2 separate regions of the Mus musculus genome follow, and region 2 is linked to region 1. Evidence: chromatin contacts called from public Hi-C data. All regions are on one chromosome and are shown on one strand. The core of a region is the stretch at or near the end of the contact, and the rest is flanking DNA. Distances in the headings are between cores, read along the strand shown.

The links. A called contact is a pair of places that touch in the nucleus more often than the background predicts.
Region 2: a contact with region 1 is called in a Hi-C map of nephron progenitors, with 2.6 times the contacts expected there. The contact joins the enhancer-like site here to the promoter of 1600027J07Rik in region 1. A contact is called at or near these places in 1 of 39 promoter capture datasets (the 3T3-L1 cell line) and 11 of 484 Hi-C or Micro-C datasets (the 3T3-L1 cell line, 3T3-L1-derived adipocytes, the C2C12 cell line and 5 more).

What each region holds. Positions count from the first base shown.
Region 1 is chr8:103,345,467-103,349,576 of GRCm38.p6, forward strand. 1600027J07Rik (RIKEN cDNA 1600027J07 gene) reads right to left here and starts at 2,068. Exons shown (of 3, transcript NR_036588.1): 1 at 2,033-2,068; 2 at 1,702-1,871.
Region 2 is chr8:103,407,301-103,411,410 of GRCm38.p6, forward strand. No RefSeq gene overlaps it. Among named protein-coding and RNA genes, the nearest start is that of 1600027J07Rik, 62 kb to the left of the region's middle. Within about 2 kb of position 2,436, at least 54 of the 459 cell types and tissues checked have an H3K27ac peak or open chromatin away from gene starts, as enhancers often do. A contact at or near this core is called in adipose-derived mesenchymal stem cells, nephron progenitors and uterus, where this site is marked.

The DNA of each region.
Region 1 (4,110 bases), core at 818-3,317:
CTGTGTCAAGTCTCAGAGATGCAGCAGTGACCATGGAGTGACATTCTGTCATGGAGTGTGGAATGCCTGATCCTGGAGTTAGGTTAAAATGAGGTTCTTACAGGTTATTGCTTGTGCATCTAGCAAAGAACACTGTACCTCCATCTTTGTTTCTCCAGGACATGACAGAGTACCCAGTGCTGAGTAGATACCCCAGCATCATCTTTATGTCTGATTGAAGAGAGTATGAATAATTATAAGGAAACCAGAAAACCTGGCTCTGCCACAAATAACCTGTGTGATTTTAGACGAAAGCCAATTCCCATTCCAAAACATGACATTCTTACTGAAATATGAGCCAGCGAGCATACACTTATACATCAAACCTACTGCAATATCCACACTGTATTTTTCATGGGCGCAGGCTGGGAAAGAAGCAAAGCTCTGGGAAGGTACTAGATGAGGCTGGATTTGGCTTTAAAGTTACCAGAAAAGCCCCCAGATCTCAGCCAGATTCATCTGATCCTAAAAACAGGCCCACTGGCAAAGTAATAGCCCATCTTCGGATCAATCCCATCGATCGAACTTCATAACAAAGCCACTTCCCGAAAGACCACAGCTTAGTGGTGATGGCTGGGGTTTCTTGCTATCCTGTGTGGCTGTATCTCTTTTCTTCTGCAGTAATGAGGGAACAGGGGTGGGAGGGGATTTGAGGCGTGTCTCGGTTATGAATGTTTGACGTGCTTTGTGTTTATGGTATGAGAGTGACCTTTCTTCTTGCCCCAAAATAATTCTGCACTAGTGTGAGTGGAAACCACCCCATCCACCCCTTGCACCCCTCTTCCAGATGCACACTATTTGTTGTATGAACTAGACAAGACCAGGGCATCACAATGGTTCTTGTGAACAGAATGGAGCATGCCTTTAGAGAGAGGGAGGCTTTTCATACAGAAATGTCTGTGTATTATACCTCTTCTTGACAAACAAGAAGAGGAATTGAAATGTTTTTTTCCTCTAACCTACCATGTTTTAATATGTAAATTCAGAGTATCCCTTGAAAACAACGTCAATCCCAACTTACTAGAGAAAAGAGAGAAAATGTCGGCAAGACACGGACTGACTGAACTTTGCAGAATGGAACCAGCCAGTGACCCATCTGATACCGATCCATCTTCTCTGTAAAAACTCAGCAACCTCCTTATCATGCCCTTGCTAACCTCCAGGGTAGCTGCAAGGCATGTCTACACAGTCTCTATAACAGGCACGGAGACTCACCTTAATTCTCAGCGGCACAATAAAAATAAGGCTGGATCCTCCAAGGATAACCACAGAAAAGTGGAAAAACATGTCAATGCTAAAAATCCTGTCATCTCACTTGGAAAATGTGCCTTGCTCTGTGGAGATAGCCGTAACCCCACTCTAGCACTGGGCTTGTTACTATGATGTAAGCACTGTTTGGATTATAGCTTCCAGGACCACCCAGCTGACTCTCTGTCTTTTCAGATGACCATAGAAGACCAGGCATTGGTGTTGCACACCTGTATCACCATCACATAGGAGATGGAGAGGCCAAGAAAGGAAATCAGGGATTCAAGGACATCCTTGGCTACATAGCAAGTTCCAGGCCAATCTGGTTACAGTAGAACCCATCCCAAAGAATAAAAAGCAAACCCCCAAAAGATGGTAAGGGATTTCAGAAAAGAACAAGATGTGTGCTCTTACCTTGTATTCTGTCAAATGGTCTCTTAGCTGAAGATCATTTTCTCTCTGAAGTCCATTTAGGGAGTTTATATACTGCCAATATTCCCTCCCAGTGAGCTCCATTCCATTGCTTCTTCCAGTAGGTAAGTGGGTGGTAGAATCACATTGCACTTTGAGGTTCACAACAGTGTCTAGGAAAGATAAGATGGGAGAGAGGTACTTAGGGCTCAGGTGAGTTGTAGCACGAGTATAAGGATTGATAACACCAATTTGGAGGTCATCTGAAGCCACAGATCTCGCTGAACACACAAACACACACACACACACACACACACACACACACCAGCAGTACCAGCAGCACCAGCAGCACCAGCAGCAGCAGCTTCTCAGGCCCTGTCTCAGAGCCCGAGTTTTAATTTGAAGTGTGGTGTCTGACCCAACTGAAATGGAATCCAGGGAAGGTCGAATCCTATTAAGTCACCAGACCATAAAGCAGAAAGGTATAAAGTTGACAAATGGCTTCTCCCAGGGGCAGCAGCTGTGAGATACTCAGGAAAGCAGGACTCTGACCCAAGAACTGGCCAGCAGACGGTCCCGCATTCTTCCCCTGGGAGCTGCCACCCACTCTCTTCCCTGCAAAAAAAGGGTATGTGTGTTTAACAAGCTACTATTTAACCTGTTTATCTGTATTTTTCTTTTACAACCCCAATCGGATCTAGGTGTGTCCCAATGCTGGCCTAGGTCTCTGAATAATGACTGAACAGGTATTCCCTATATAAGGATTTCTAATGGTTATACATACACCAATTTAACCCTTGACACGTCCTAGCATCTTTTACTTATTTTCCTAGATAGGCCTGGAGGTTGTTAATGATATCAGTTAGGTGTCTTTGAAAGGAGATCTCTTAAATACAGTTAAGTATACTTGTGCTATGTTTTTAGGTTCTATCAGTCAGAGTGATTATTTCCAGGAAGATAAGTAGAAAAACATCAAAACCTATATATTTTTTTCTCACTGAATCTTCAAGGCATCTTCCTTGTAGCCACATCAGACCAGTATTGTAATCCCTGTTATAAAATAAAAAATTGTTCATCACACATAGTTATTCATCCAAGGTCAATAGTAGCAGCTCAAGTTGGGACACACAGTTCGGTCTTGCTGATTTAAGACTGCTTTCGTCTGCCTATGACGTGCTTTTCTTTCACATCTCCAAGCCCCTGCTCTATCCCAGGCTGCTTCTCTGAGCTCTGCGAAGCTGCATCCATCATCCCTCTAGAGCTTTCCTTGTTCTCACTGTGGAATAATAATCCATCCCATTCCAAGCCATCACAATGGAGTTTACAACTTTTCAAACCACGCTGAGAAGGCTGTAGGAAAAGCTGGACAAATCCTTTATCCCAGGCTTCAATATTTGGCTGCAATCCTTGCCCTTTTAGCCTAGAGGGGTCTTACTTGTGGCTCTACTGAAAATCACTGCTCTCCACTATTACCTGCACTCCCCAGAGCTCCTTAAATTGAGAATTTTGAATAAAAGCTATGATTTTAGTGCAATATTCAAGGCTTTAGCATTTGTCTAGAATATTTGTTCTTCCTGCCCAAAAGTCCCTTAGTCTTTACTTCACTGCAAAAACTGTCCCCAACTATTACTGGCTTACCCCAATTCCTTGAGGTGACCCCCAGTTCTCATATCAGATCCCTGAGTCAGATAAGCTATCTGGAAACACTTATTCTGCAGCAATACAAATAAAATATTTTCATACTTATGTTTAATATTTTTTAATTGTATGCTTGTGGGAGTAGAGAAGGTATATACATATAAGGGCAGGTAGTCATGGACACCAGAGGTGTCACATCTCCCCTAAACATGGAGTTACAGACAGTTGAGAGTCACCAGATATAGAAATTGAATTAGAGTCCACTGAAAGAGTAGTAAACCAAACCACAGCTCCAGCCCACCAAATTAAAATTCTAAATAGGGCTTCTAGAATTACATGAGAAACAGATATGCCTATCTCCCTAAACCCAAAGTGGGGGAAAGGTGATCTGTAAATCTCTATTCCCTTGCCTGTTAGGAGATAACGACAATGCCCCTCACCTTGAGATGCTTTGAAGATTCAGTGTTGGTCCTGTCATGCCCATATGCAATGGTTAGAATATAGTAAATAGTCTGGGAAGAATTTCAGTGGTTGTTAACTCCACCATCCTGCTCATCACCTCTCTTTCCTTTTGAGAAGTTTCCCAGGTGGAAAAGGGTGCACTGAGTGAGGAATAAATGGACCAGATAAATATACAAATGGAGAAGGAGCCCTGGACTCTCCTCTCTGGGAAGCTGTGATGTCCTTCTCATCATAGGATCACAGGAAAGACTCAACAGCACCTGGAAAACTCACTGGTCCTCTGCCAAAAACACCACATTCTGATGTATTTGT
Region 2 (4,110 bases), core at 1,186-3,685, 62 kb after region 1:
CGGTTCTCTCATGAACATCTTGGCCTTGCTAGTTCTCAGTTTGCGATAGAGGAAAATAAAAGAGAAAAAGAAGGAAGAAAGAAGAGAAAAATAAAAAGAAGGGAGGGAAGAGAGGTGAAAGAAGGCAGGCGGCAGGCCAATGGTGTTTCTTGCTTCCGTAGGGCGGCACAAAACAACCACAGCGATCCTGCTGTTTATCCACATTGCATATTTTGTTTTGCATAGCATTTTGCAGCGGAAGGTATTTTATTGCTTCAAACAAGTTTGCAACCTCTGAGATGAACAAATGATCTACAAGTCACCGTCTGGCTCCATGAATCTTCCCTAACCCAGTTGCAGATACTCCGTGCCCAGCAATAACTCCTGCCACAGAGCCCCCTCGCTCCTTATATTTTCAGGGATCTGCATGTGTCCCGTATGAATTAACAAAGACAGCTGGTACTTGACAGGAGTCAGAGAAGCCTTTCTCAGCCCAGTGAGTCTTCTTATCTGCCTGGCCTTGCACCCAGTGACGGAAGCAGGCAGTGAAGCATCCCACAGTTCACATGTGGCCAGCAATGGGCAAAGAGTCCTCCTTCTGGATGCAATGAAAATGTTTGGCGAGAGTCTCAAGATGAAGAAATGAGTTAGAACCTGAAATTCCATAGCTGTCCAATGCCCTGGCCCCAAAATGGCTGAAAAAATTTAAACTGCTGGTTTATTTTCTCCTCTCTTAAAATTACTGTTGTTGTTGTTTTTTTTTTTTTAATTTAATTTTCCTACTTAACGTTTTCCCAGCAAAGCCGTTGAACTTTTTTTTTTTTTCAGACTTAACCACAGGATGAATTTCTCTGCATTAATGAGCAAAAATGAGCTGACAAGATGAGGCACATCCAAATGGAAAATAAATAAATAAATAAATAAATGGCCTAACCATACCATAGGAATGCACCGGATGGATGGATGGATGGATGGATGGATGATGTCCCCAACGCCATACTGTGTTTCACTTGGCTTCACACATGATGGTTACTGTCTCCTATCTAAGGCCTGTGGCAACTTCTAATTCCCCCTGAAAAACGTCTTTGGAAAACCAACTTCTGATGACATTTCTGAGTCTCTGGATTGTCTCTCCTAAGGAATCTAGCTAAAGCATGATCACTTAGGACAGAAACTGAACACAAAAGGATTCCCTGAAGGCACGGTGATAAAAAGGAGAAATAGAGTTGGCTGTTTACTCCAGTGCAATGATAAACTCTGCGAAGCTTAGGTACTTCTAGCTCAGCTTCTGACTTGTGTAGTCACAGACATCTGGCCCCCAGGCCTGTTGGATGGATGGAAGGTCACATTGCATGTCACTATGTAGGACCCACCCCCAAGCCTGGGGAGAGCAGCTTCCTTGCAGTTGTTCATTTTCCCCATGTAAGGAAAGTCGTCTTTTAAAAACCATGTGTGGTGTAGCATTTTCTATTAAAGAAAGGAAGGAAAGATGGAGGGAAAGAGGGAGATAGAGGAAAAGAAGAGAGCACAAGAGAGGAAAGAAATGAAGGAGGAAGGGAGGGAGGGAAGGAGCGAGGAAGGAAGAAGGGAAAAGAAGGAAGAAAAGGAAAAAAGGAGAGAAGAAAGAAAGGAAGTAGGATGGAAGGACAGAGGAGGGAGAGAAGGAAGAGAAAGAAGGGAAGGAAGTAAAGAAGAAAAGAAGGAAGGAAGGGAATAAAGGAGAGAGAGGGGAAGAAAAGAAGGAAGGAAGGGAGTAAAGGAGAGAGAGAGAGCCAACCCAGGGCTTAATTTTCTGCCTTTGCGTCTGCCCAGCTTCACTCCAGTTGGTTCTCATTTGTGGCAATGTGTACTTTGGAAGCAGAGCTCTCTGCCTGCCTTCCCGTTAACTCCCACCACCTGGGATATGTTATTTTGACAGGGGCAGGGATTCTGATGCTCCCACTCTGCACTGTAAAAACAGACTGTAAAAGAGGTCATCTTTTGGGGGGAGGGGCTGGAGGGGTTGTCTTGCCTGAGCCCTCCTGTAGGACTGTACTGGGAATGCAAAGCCTGGGATCCAGATCCACATACCCATCCAAGAATTGCAAACCCCAGACTCATTTGGGTGGGGTGATGGCTCTCTGAAGCTGTCTCCTCTGTTTGCATCACTTAGGGGGTGAGTCTAATCAAGATGGGCTGTGTGAGTTCAAAACAGCTGGAAAGCATTACAGGTCAAAAGTTGAAATCAAGTTAAGAACAATCGGAATGTGCAAGCCTGTTGTTTCTAATCTCTGCTTCTTCCTCCAATCCGTTCAGTTCTCCTCCTGGAATGGAATGTTTTGGTCAAGGCTGGTGTTGACTTGTGGGCCAGTGAAGGTGTAGTCATGAAGCCAGCATTGAAGAAGTCAACAGGAGGACAGCTTATATTTGCTAGGAAAACAAAGAAGGGGCAGACTCCAGGTGAAACTAGAAAGAAGGCACATATAAGAGACAGAGATATTAATGCTGGAAAGATTACTGCAAACTGTCCAAACCCCTTCCCTACCTACAACTGTGAGAAACAGAACCAGAGACATGCACGTCCATCTCAAAATCACACAGCATTTAATGGCTAAACCTCATGAGAGCTTAGCATAGGTGGGGGACTGCCATGACTTAATACAAAGAGATGAGATTTTCCTAGTCTATTGACCTTTGGCTGATAGAGCTTCTTCTGTTCTTCAGTCACTGGTCCACATCTCCTCTTTGCCACTACCCTCTTGGTGTAGTCTCCTTTCCCACTTTTGAGTCTGGGTTCTTGCTGTCCTTGTGTTATTCTTTTTTTTTTTAATTTTTAATGATTTTTTTTTTGCAAATTTCACATCATGTACCCCAATCTCACTCATCTTCCCATTCCTTTGTACCCACCCAAAATAAGATACAAAGAAAAATCTCATGGAAGCTACAGTGTGTCACAGTATGTCCCACACTACACCCTTTTGTTCATACACCTTTATTTGCAAATGTTCATTTCAATAAATCATTTTTCTATCTATTTAGAGGCCTCTAGCTTGTGCTACACTATCAATACTCTATCCTCATGGGGACTCTTTTCAGATACTCTGCTGATGTCCTATGTCATAAAGATCTTGCAGCTTTGGATCTGCAGGACCAGTCCTTTCCCCCATCCCAGCAGATCATAGATAGCGTAGATGTTGAGGTGGGTCAACTTGAAGCTCTGGATCTGGGCCTGGGAGGTAGCTGAATTTGCCAACTCACCAGTTCTCCTGTACCACTACCACCAGAACAATTTCTCTAGTGCTGCCCAGGCTAGCTCACCCAGTGCCACAGAAGGCAAGGGGCAGAGTCCACTCTCCAGCTCTCATGTCCTCAAGGCCAGCTCATGTGTGCTTTGTGAAGGAGGGCATCTCTTCCTCACCTACCCCACCCCATCCCATGGCAGACCAGGGGCAAGGCCAACTCTCCTGCACTCTTGCCCACAGGGACTACTTTCCTGAACCCCACCACCAGGATCAGCTCTACTGGGCTGCCGAGGTGAGGGTACAGGGCCTGTTCTCACTCTACTGAGTGCTGGAATGCATGAGCCACAAGGCCAGCTTTGATCCTCTCATGATTTTGGTGCCAGCTCACCTGCCTGGCACAGGCTGTACAAGGATGGTGGGAAGGAGGGCATCTCTCCCTCACCCGAGCCACGCCACTGAAAGATGGCAGACTAGGGGCAGGGCCAGCTCTCCAGTACTCACACTCTCAGGCTAGCTTACCTGCTCCCCTGCTGTCATGGGCAGCTCTATTATCCTACCCAGGCAAGGGGTAAAGCCAACTCAGCACGGTGCCTCATGCAGCAGTCTGGACTAGGGACATCTGCATGGCTTTTGGTGGTAACACAGGCCTGGGACGTCAACATAGATCACAACTGCTGTAGGGTCACAAACCTAGACATAGTCCCCGGCAGCAACATGAGCCCAGATGTCCCTATGACCTAGGGCGACAGTACAGGTCACTCAGATGAGCATGTCCCCCATGACAGCACCACCTTCAGATATTCACATGGTTTCTGGTGGCATCTGCTTGGCCTTTGGTGATAACTCTGTCCACAGATATCAACACAGACCCTACCTGCAGCAGGACCCTTGGTGGCAGGCCAGGCCAGGA